Linked DNA regions of Sus scrofa: region 2 is linked to region 1. A link is a contact called in public HiChIP or PLAC-seq data. All regions are on one chromosome and are shown on one strand. The core of a region is the stretch at or near the end of the contact, and the rest is flanking DNA. Distances in the headings are between cores, read along the strand shown.

Region 1 (5,512 bases), core at 854-3,353:
CACTAGTACAAACTACCTCGCCTAAAGCTATTCCTTAGTCCAGGAATTCTCAATGCAGCCTCACCAAAATGCCTCCAAAAAATTAAGAAAAGTCAATACCTAGGTGTAGTTTAGACATCCATTAATAAGTTTTCCGGAAATCTTTCCCCTTAGATTTTTTTAAAATGATGATATTGTTTTCTACTCCACAATGAGTCTTTTATATAAAAATCGCTTTAAAAATTACTTATCCGCACAATTGTTTAGCTTTCTCCCTTTCTCACCTTTCATAGAAACAGATGCTCCAGAAAGATGCATCCTTATTACCATTATTTTTAGAAAGTGAGGTTTAGATGATACTACCCCACTAAGCTCACAATGCCACCCACTAACTTGGAACTACACAAGTTGCAACTCTACAACTGTCACACCCTTGGTCGCCCACACGCGAACCCGCCCCAGTTTCCTTCTGTACCCCTGCCCCCATCCACATGAGCTTTGAACAATGCACGTCACAGAAGGCGATTCTTCCCGTTCAATTTTCCCAGCCCAGTCGTAGGCTCCGCGAAACCTCTCCTATAAACTCCCGCTGACTGGATTGTAAGCCCAGAAACCTAGATCCCGCACCCAGATCTGACCGCCGCAGAACCAAAAACAAACTCACCAGCAGACAAAGACGACGATGGCGAGCCAGAAAGCTTGCGCCTGCGCACTCCTTGGGCTGGGTAGCACTCCCAGAGGTCTCCTGGGCTTCAACAAGCCCCGGCTCACTACCCTGCGGAGTCCGATGATGTTGGTCGGTCGCCCACTTTGGTGACTGTGGACTACATTTCCCAGAAGTTTCAGTGATTCCAATCGTCTTTCGCGCTTTCTCAACTCCACCATAGCTTTGGCACTGTCTCCCTTGTCGGGGGACAAGTGTCTCTAGGCTGAGCCTCAGGACTTAGGTAAATAACATTCTACCTGTGTTAGGTCTACTTCTGGGAGAGGGCAGTGATATGCCTCGGGTTATATACAATAAGCTCACTTTAAGCACGCTGGGGTGATTCCCACTAGAAGCCACAGTGCCAGGGTATGCCAGGAGCGCCAAGCTCCAGGGCGCGTTTGAGGTTGGGGGCGAGCAGGGGTGAAGAATGGAGTGGTGGGCGGATCTCTTTGGCCGGGTTCACCCCCGGCGCCATCTTGTCCCTCGCGAGTGCGGCGCTCAACTACATTTCCCAGAGGGCGCCGCGGTCTCCGGCGGCGGCTCTGAGCGGAGCTCTTCGGCAGCCGGGCCTTAGTCTCGAGTGGTTGAGCCCGGCCGCTGATGCCCTGCGCGGGAGATTGGAGGTGAAACGTCTGTCTCGCGGAACCGGGATCAAGACTTGTTTTAAGTCTGTTCAGGCGGAATGGGCGGGTTTGGGGAGGGGAGTGTCGGTTATGAAGTTGTGTGTGACTCTGTGCTTCAGTGATGTGTCTTTTTTTTGTGACTGTGTGTGATACCGTGTTTATGTATGTGAGGAGTTTTACGTAGCGAGTCGCCGTGGTGTGATACTGTGTGTCCCTGTGGTAGGTGTGTGAATTTTTTCTAAATGACCATGTGTTCCTCTTTGTGTGCAGGCATAGGGAGTTTTGTGATTGTGCTTCTGTGACTGCGTCCCAACGGAAACTGTGTGGCACTGTGCGGAGGGAAGAATTTATGACTGAGGTTGTTACCTTTGTGTCTAGCGGTAGATATGTGACTGTGCAGCACTGGATGCGTAAATTTGAGGGTCGGCACTGTGTGTCACGTATAGTCATATGTGAGAAACGGGATGGCTCTTCCCCTTAGCAGTAAAGACCTTGAATATGATATTGAGGTTAAAGTGGAAGCCTAGATCTTCTCTGTTAGCCTTCCTCTTTTGGGGGCGGGAGGGCAAGGGAGTAAGGTGACTTTATCATTTGGACCCCAAGAAAGGTTCGGGAGTTCCCTTCGTGGCGCAACAGAAACGAATCCGACTAGGAACCATGAGGTTGCTGTTGATCCCTGGCCTCGCTCAGTGGGTTAAGGATCCGGCGTTGCGGTGAGCTGTGATGTGGGTCGTAGGCTGGCAGCTGTAGCTCCGATTGGACCCCTAGCCTAGAAACCTCCATATGCCGCGGGTGTGCCCTAAAAAAAAAAAAAAAAAGTTGTTCTTGCCCATCTCGGTCTATTAGCGGCTCATTGGGTCTGTCCCTTGTAGTGCGGAGCCAATAAACACACCACGTGCTTTCGATTAAAGCAGAAGCATGTATTACTTGTGACAAGTAAGGAGACAGGGAGATAGCTCTCAAAGCACTGTTTCTCCAGAGCTGGAGGGAGAAGTTTTAAACCCGGGGTGGGGGTGAGGGGCAATGCATAGTCTCGAAAAGGCAGGCATATTAAAGAGGCAAAGGTTACTCTAGGTTGCCAAAATCTGTAAGCAAACATGTGTTTTGGTTGTTTGTTCCCACTAATTTTTTGAAACATGTGGTGTTTGGAACTTTATGCAATTTAACGGTTTCTGCAAAACCAAGCACACTTTGGTTTAACCCCATTTTTTACTTACTGCTGTCTAGCTAACATAGTCCTCTTCCAAGAGAAATCTCAGAGGAGGAGAAAATATTAGTTGTGACATCTAAAAGTCTTTTTAAAGGTGACGATATTTTCGCTTTGTTTTTTTCAGGAAGTGATTTTTTTTTTCTTGGCAAACGCATAACAAAGACCCGTCATTAACCTGGAACCTAGTATTTCTCTTTGGAAACGTCTTCCTTGAACTTCCTAATTTTTAAAATTAATATGGCAAACAGTTTATCTTGTGTGCTATTTTGTTTTTACACGTGTACACATATGAAGATATATAGATACATATATATTTTTTATGTTTTCATTTAAGTGATGTTATTATAACTTCTCACATAATTGAGTTATTTGAGAATATTTTATTATTATTATTATTTTTTTGTCTTTTGTCTTTTTGTTGTTGTTGTTGTTGTTGCTATTTCTTGGGCCGCTCCCGCGGCATATGGAGGTTCCCAGGCTAGGGGTCCAGTCGGAGCTGTAGCCACCAGCCTACGCCAGAGCCACAGCAACGCGGGATCCGAGCCGCGTCTGCAACCTACACCACAGCTCACGGCAACGCCGGGTCGTTAACCCACTGAGCAAGGGCAGGGGCCGAACCCGCAACCTCATGGTTCCTAGTCGGATTCGTTAACCACTGTGCCACGACGGGAACTCCTATTTGAGAATATTTTTAACATTAGTGTTGTTTTATTGTATGTGTGACTAACGCAGTATCCAGTCTGTATTGCTACAAACATCCTGATTTTGGAGTTCCTGTTGTGGTTCCATGAGGACGCAGGTTCTATCCCTGGCCTCAGTCAGTGAGTTAAGGATTCAGTGCTGCCTTGAGCTGTGGTGTAGTTCACAGAGGCGGCTTCAATCTGGTATTGCTGTGGCTGTGGTGTAGGCCGACAGCTATAGCTCTGATTTGACCCCTAGCCTGGTAACCTCTATATGCCGCGGGTGCAGCCCTAAAAAGACCAAAAAAAAAAAAAAATCCTGATTTTGTTTGAAGGGGCACTGTGCCCAGCTTAAAGAGAAACGAATAGGAAAAAACAAACAAACAAAAAAACCCCTCCACGTTTTATCTTATCTTATAGATGTAAACAAAAGCTGTTAGATTGGGTTTCTTAAACAGTTCTTTAAAGAGGGGTGTGGGACAGGCTCAGTGGGCATGTATGCTTTTGACTTCCTTTCTCTTCCTTCCTGTGGATATTGTGTTGCATATGGAGCAACCATCTTATAAATGTATTTATGAGGAAAAGAAGAGAATTTACAGTATTATATTAAATGAAAATAGAGGACTTTAAATGGTATATATTGTATATGTTATTTAGTAACCAAAAAAAAAAAAATGTACTCATAGATGCATGAGTCTTGTAGCATGTAATTGTCTTCATCATGATGTTGATTGAGATAAAAATGCACAGTGTGAGAGCTGTGAGTTTCAGTTTTATTTGGGGACTTAACTGGGGACTGTAGCCCAGAAGACAACCTCCAAGATAGCTCTGAGAAACTGCTCTGAAGAGATGAAGGGGTATGTGCAATTAAGGATATATCTCGGTAGAAGGTTACTGCTAGTTACAAGGAACAGATATCTCAATTAATGATTTTAGTGCTTTTCTAAGTATGGGAAGATGCAAGAATCCAAGTTCATTAAAAAATTCACCTGAAATAGTCCTAATTATCTAAAGGTCCATTTTTACAGAGCACAGAGTGACTCATTCTGAATTCCTTTCAGGGTGTATTGTACATCAGTGACTTTAGTGGCTAATGACTTGATTCTTGTAGAACTGAATGGTGGGCAACATTCTTTGTTTTACATTTACCCCCTTTTGTTCATAAATTCAAGGTTTGGGAGACATTTTGTGACCAATTTGTCCCGCCCTGCTAGTGTTACCGGAATTTTGCCTGTCTGCCAGTGCCGAATTGAAACGCAGAGACAGTTTTGGGTAAAGGAGAAAAAAAAAATAGCTTTATTGCTTTGCCAGGCAAAGGAGGGCCACAGCAGGTTAATGCCTTAAAGACTGTGCCCCCCTCTTGGGAAGGATTGCAAGAAGTTTTATAGCTAAAAGGAGAAAAACAGGTTTCTGGATAAGAATCAGGGTTGGAGGTAAATATACATTCTTTCTTTAGGGGTGGAATCTGTAGTCATCGAGGTTGGTGTCATGAGATCTCAGCATGACCCTGGTGATCTGGGTTATCGTGTCTGGATTGTCCCTAGAAATAAAAATTCTTGCAAGAAGGGCATATTGGTTAGTGATTAGGGCAATTTAGGAAGGGCCTCAAAAGAAACATCACGTGGCTTATAGTTGGTGACTCACAGGCAGTTGTGCTCAGGGTGCCTAATCCATCATTTACGGGTGATTGTGTTTGGAGTACAGTTAAGACTCTAAGCTGTTCAATTGTGAAGTATACATTTCAAAAAGAAGTGAAGGAATATAGCTTTTCTCTTAGATGTATAAGGTGCCTATATTGTGTATTCCTTGAGAGGGAACCAGGATCCTACCCCAAGGCTGTTACTATTGTTCCTTGACTGTTGCTGCTTCCCTGATCAGCAGCAACTGTCTGAACCTGTCCCTAGGAACTTGGGGAAGGTCATGGTGGATGAACGCGGCCCATTTCCTAAGAATGGGGGACACAGAAAGGCTCTTGCGCCCAGGAGCCCCACAGGGCTATGTACAGTATCACTAGGAAGGCTCATTTCTAGGTCAAGTGAGAATTATGTTGATAAGCCACTCAGTGTGCTATTACTAAACTAGGCACTGTTAATGGTAGTCATAAAAGTCTCTGGGGCATCTGTCTTACTAGTCTGTTATGGTTTAGAAAATGATTCCCCCTTGCTGCTTTTTTTTTTCATATCTAGAACTACATTATTACAGTTATTTTGATCATGTATATATATATACATGTGTAGAACTGTATTTTTGGTTAATTGTTTCAGGTTGCTTAGTCATCATTTTTATCAGAGGCTTAGTCACACATTTGGTAATG
Region 2 (5,512 bases), core at 1,562-4,061, 760 kb before region 1:
CGGGATCCGGGATCCGAGCTGCATCTGTGACCTACAGCGCAGCTCAGGGCAAGGCAGGATCCCACACCCAATGAGCAAGACCAGGATACTAATCTGATTCTTTTCAGCTGAGCCACAATGGGAACTCCCTTGCATTGTTTTTCAAAGCTGGTGTTAAGTGGTCCCAGGACTGGTTCTGGTGGTCCTTCTTTCCCCGAGTGAAGAATGCTTCATTAACATCTTCAAGTTGTTGGGGGTTTTACATACTGCGGAAGCATTCAAAGATACTGTAATTAAGATTCCTTGAGGAGAGAACAGGACTCTCCCCCCAGGCTGCATTATTGTCTGTGGACTGCTCCTCCCTGGTCTCTGCATCCCCTCCCTTCCCTTATTAGCCACTGTTTGCCTATATATGGGAAAATGACAAGACCCTTGAATTCCAGCACGCCTCAAACTCAGATTGAACCTGGGCTTGTAAGGAAGTTACCATATAAAGAGGTACAAAGTAATAACCTTTTGCTTTACAGGTTGAGTGTATACAGTCATGTAGCAGAGGGATTGAGAATACCTGAAGCCTACAATTTAAAGCTGAATCCATTATGCTGTGTAAAGATTCTAAATATGTCAGAGATGTCACTTTACCTAATGTGCCTATGTTGCTCTGTTCGCCAGCATCACATCCCTGTACAATTTCCTCTGAACATCTTTTCAGTGTGGCTGATAATTCCCGGTTGAACTGAACATTAAATCACCAATGTCTCTCAAAGAACAGAGAAGAAAAAAACATCTGGAGAGAAGTTTGTGGACATAACTCAAAACAGGTACCCCCAAAACAAAATATATCATTTAAAAAGTCAGCAGTTTCCTCCCACCGTGGCTCAGTGGGTTAAGAATCCAACTGCAGCAGCCCCCAGCTCCCTTAGCTGTGGAGACTTGGGTTTGTTACTGCTCCGTGGGTTAAAGAATCCTCTCTCCCACAGCTTCCTGTAGGTGGCAGTTGCTGCTGGGATTCAATCCCTGGCCCAGAAACTTCCATTTGCCATGGATGCAGCCAAACACACACACATACACACACACACACACACTGATTGGTATTCCATTCCAGAACAAAATGTGGAATCTTAAGTGTTTATATTAAAATGCTATAGGTGGAGTTCCCATTGTGGCTCGGCAGGAATGAACATGACTAGTATCCATGAAGATGTGGGTTCCATCCCTGGCCTCATTCAGTGGGTTGTGGATACAGTGTTGCCATAAGTTCCGGTGTGGGTTGTAGAAACCACAGGGTTGCAGCACTGCTGTGGTGTAGGCTGGCAGCTGCAAGCTGCAGCTCCAATTCCACCCCTAGCCTGGGAACTTCCATATGCCTGGGAATTTACACATGCAGTGGATGTGGTCCTAAAAAGACAAGACCAAAAAACAAACAAACAAACAAAAAGCTAGATGTTACTTATCACAATATGGAGCCCCTTCTCCTAAAACATACCATTTATATGTATTTATTAATTTGATGTCTGCGCCCTTGGCATATGGAAGTTTCTGGGTCAGGGATTGAATCTGAGCTACAGAGCCAGAGCTGCAACCTCCCTTTTAGCTGGGGGCAACCCTGGAATCCAATGGGAATCCAACTGGCACCTCCAACAGTGACCATAGCCGCTGCAGCCAGATTCTTAACCCACTGGCCATGGCAGGAACACCGACATGCTCTTATTATTACAATTTGAAGAGGAAATGGAAGCTGAGAGGACTTTTCCTCCTCTAGCCCATCCACCCATGCAGTGACCTACATTCACGTTCTGAAACACACACAGATCCACACACAATCTTGCCCTGACACACACACACACAATTACTCCCAAACACACGTGTCCACAATATGAACCTCCATCCTCCCAAAGCCACTCAGAATCTTGTTCCCACCTCTCTCTCACACTCATCAATTTTACCCACATACTGTCCCTCATTAATTCAACTAACCCCTAAATGTAGTCATGCCCGCAATCTCATCATGGTCTCACACTAGGGCCCTCCTTTGCCCGCTCTCACGTACATGACTGAGCTGTGGATTCCCCCCTTCTAACTCCCTAAGCTGCTTTGGTCCCAGACACTCAGGTCTCACGTTCGGTTTGCTCTTCTGGCTCCCCAACACGTTCCACAGCAACTTGCCCAGGGAGCATTTGCGCGTTCCCGCGGCAAAGCATAATTCTAAGCAGCGTCTTGAGCATTTATTTAACAGAGATCAGGCCCCACTTTAGCGCCTAGGGAACGCAATCCCTTTGGCCACTGGCAAAGTCCTGGACTACATATCCCAGGAGGCCATGGGACCCAGCATGTTGCACGGTGAGCGCCCAAAACCTGAGAGCCATACTCTGAGGCCGGGCTGTGTGAAAGTTGCAGCCGACAGTCACATAAGGAAGATTTTATTGAAGACTTTATTAAAGATAGGGAAGAGATACTGAACCCAACTTGGTCTATAACAGTAACCGGGGATTAATAGCCAATGGTCAGGGTGATGGAGTGGATGCAAAAAAAAAAGAGGAATTTGGTTAAGTATCCGGTAGGGGGATTTTTTTCTTGCTGAACTGGGGTCAGTAGATCAAGGACGAGGTCTAAGTCAAGAAGAGGGCCCAAAGGAGCTTGACTAAAGTTTGGTCGAGCGAGTTCTTTTCAGCTAAGCCTCGCGGAAGCCTCCCGTACGCTGCAGGTCCAAGCTCTTAACTACTGGGGAACTGGATAAACTGGAGACAGCTTTTAGCCCCCGTCGCCTTCTGGACTACATCTCCCAGAGGCCTCTAGGCCTAATGCCCCCTCCCGCGAGAACTATACCCGCTGCTGAGAGTGGGCGGGGCGTTCTGGCGGGTTGGGGGAAATGGCTTCGGGGTGCTGTGAGAGCTGCTAGGCTCAATTTAAGTAGAGTGGAGCCGTGCTGACCAGACCAGAGGAATAGTAGGTGAGATGTCCTGGAGCCTGGGGTTGGGACCGCGCCTGTCGGGAACCTCTGGCCTCTACGGGAGTCAGTTGAGAAGGGGAGATTGTGAGGAGCGTATGTGTCTGTGATTGTGTCTTTGTGTCTGTGTGGCCGCGTACCGAACTCTGAGGGCGGGGAGGCGGGCTTGATTTGCAGTTTTGATTGTGCTTGTATGACTGGGTGTGACACGAGAGTGCGATGTTCCTTGACTGCGGTTGTAAAACTGTGTATCCTTTTGGGGTGTGTGTGTGTGTGTGTGAGATTATGATCATTTGCTGAACCACGGGTGTGGAGGAAGACTTTATTAAAGACTTTATTAAAGAGAGGGAAGAGATATTTGCCTGTGAGATTTATGGCTGTTTCCCCTTGGGGGGTGTGTGTGTGTGAGAGAGAGAGATTGATTGATTTGTGGTGGTAGGATGCATGTGAATTTGTTGCCATTGTGTCCCCGTGGTAGGTGTCACTGGGTATGTGAGAATGTGGTGTGCCTGTGACTCTGCTGTTCTGACGGACTGCCCTGTGGTGTGTGTAATTGTGTGGCTGTCTGCAGCCCATTGTGTTGGAGGTCTGAGGTGCCTGTGTCCCCGTAGTGTGAGTTTGTATGATTATGTGTATCCATCTAGCACTGTAGGTGTGGGGCGTCTTTGTCTTGGAGCCTCTATGACTCCAGCGCTCTGTTCCCCGGAGACCTTTGTTAGCTCAGGGACAGATTCTGCCCAGAACTGCAAATGACCCTGCTCTTGTCTGTAATGGTGGTATTGAGCAGGACGCCCGAGCTTTGTCTGACCTACATCTGTAGGTGATGGGCGGTAATTTGACTTGGGGCTTCCAGAAGAGCCTGGTTTCTCCTGACTCCTTTTTCCCTCCTCAGCTCTGCTCTGCTTGAATAGAATCTTCCAGAGTGGAGTAGAGAATGGCTGTTGAACATCCTCAAGGCACCTGCAAGGTAGCTTGTCGTTTCTTGAAATCCTCTTTTCTTTGTCAGTATGTAACTGGCTTTCCTCCTCTTGAAAATTCTTGCCTATCAGATGACCTGATCCCCGGAATTTTTCATGTGTGAAATGTGATTTAAACCAAACCCCCATTCACACATGCACCTTTCTCTTTCTAATTTGTCAAATGGTTTAATTTTTTCTCCAGCTGTCTTAAAAAAACCCAACTATTTCTTTTTTAATATAAAATTAAAACATGATTGTTTTAAATAATTTCAAAAGTATGGCAATCCCCAATGAAGAAAATTTAAATTCCTACCTAAAACTAATGGCAACATTTTGATATTTTTTTCTCAGCATGTTTTATGTACATATATAAAATGTGATTTTAAAAAATTGAATTTATTCAGCATTTACTATTTTATAACCTTCATTTTTACATAAAATTATATTTTCCCCACATAATTTAATATTGGACACATTTTTAGAGGTACATATTTATTTGAAATGCCTATGGCTTATTTTTTAAATTTCAAATTAGATACACACATGCCATTTAATATCCATTTGTGCAGTTTAACAAATAATATAACGACTTGTGTAAAGAGAGGCTGCAAGGGGAAAAAAAAGACTCATGTAAGGAATACCCAGGTCCAGTAAAAGAATACAGCCATCTCTAAAGCAGCCTGATATATGCCTCCACAACCTGGAGGCACTTCTGGTGACAACCACTTTGTCTTTCATTAGAACTTTGGTGTGAATTCCAAAACCACATAGATTCAGTTTTTGTCTGTTTTATATTTTGGCATGAATAAATATTCTTTTGTGTCTTTTTTCATTAAAAATGTTTGTGAACATTTTCATATTTCTATAACTACAGTTCATTTTTCCCATTGCTATATATGTGTCTATATATATGTGTGTGTGTGTGTTATATGTATACACACACACTATCTCATTGCATGATAATATCAATTTACTTGCTTCCAGTTTTTGGCTATTTCAAGCAATGGGACTGTGACTATTTTATGCACATATTTTGGTACATGTGTGCTTGAATTTCTTTGTATACTAAAATTGTTAGTAAATTGTTGAGGGCTACTGTTCATGCATCTTCAGTTTTTCTATGCCAAAGCATCCTCTAAAGATACTGTGCAAATTTTTTACTCATATCAGTAATTTTCAAAGGTTCCTTTTGTTCCATAGTCATGCCAGCTCCTGGCATTATCACACTTTATAAATTTTTGCCAATTTGGTAGACATCTAGTGTTATCACATTTAATTGATATGCCCTTATTATCAATGAAATTGAACACTAGTTCTTGCCCACCAGGATATCCTCTTTTGTAAAATGCTTGTTCAAATATTCTGCCAATTTTTAATTGGGTTTTTCTCTGATTTATGGCTGTTGACTATAAATATATATGTAACATACGTACATAAATGTATCTTCTGTATGTTATTTACTGTCAGTTGCACGTATGACAAATATTATCTTCTCCTCCAGCTTGGTTTTTCATGCTGATGCCTTCTGGTAAATAGAGGTTTTGAATTTTAATGCAGTGGAATCTTTTTCAGTAGTTAGTGCTTGTTTAAGAAATTTTCTTTTACCTTGGGGTAATGAAGATTCTCT

Evidence for each region. HiChIP or PLAC-seq counts read pairs in DNA pulled down with a chosen protein or histone mark.
Region 2: a contact with region 1 is called in an H3K27ac HiChIP or PLAC-seq map of skeletal muscle, with 7 times the contacts expected there. The contact joins the promoter of LOC106510532 here to the promoter of ZNF260 in region 1. A contact is called at or near these places in 1 of 5 promoter capture datasets (fetal skeletal muscle) and 1 of 2 datasets of contacts at active chromatin or transcription factors (skeletal muscle).

The regions. Positions count from the first base shown.
Region 1 is chr6:45,854,665-45,860,176 of Sscrofa11.1, reverse strand. It overlaps ZNF260 (zinc finger protein 260), which reads right to left and starts at 2,103. Exons shown (of 5, transcript XR_002345315.1): 1 at 644-2,103.
Region 2 is chr6:46,610,678-46,616,189 of Sscrofa11.1, reverse strand. It overlaps LOC106510532 (zinc finger protein 345), which reads left to right and starts at 2,811. Exons shown (of 3, transcript XM_013998463.2): 1 at 2,811-2,929; 2 at 3,819-3,893. It overlaps LOC102164415 (zinc finger protein 420-like), which reads left to right and starts at 2,872. Exons shown (of 11, transcript XM_021097540.1): 1 at 2,872-2,929; 2 at 3,819-3,893. The coding sequence starts at 3,861.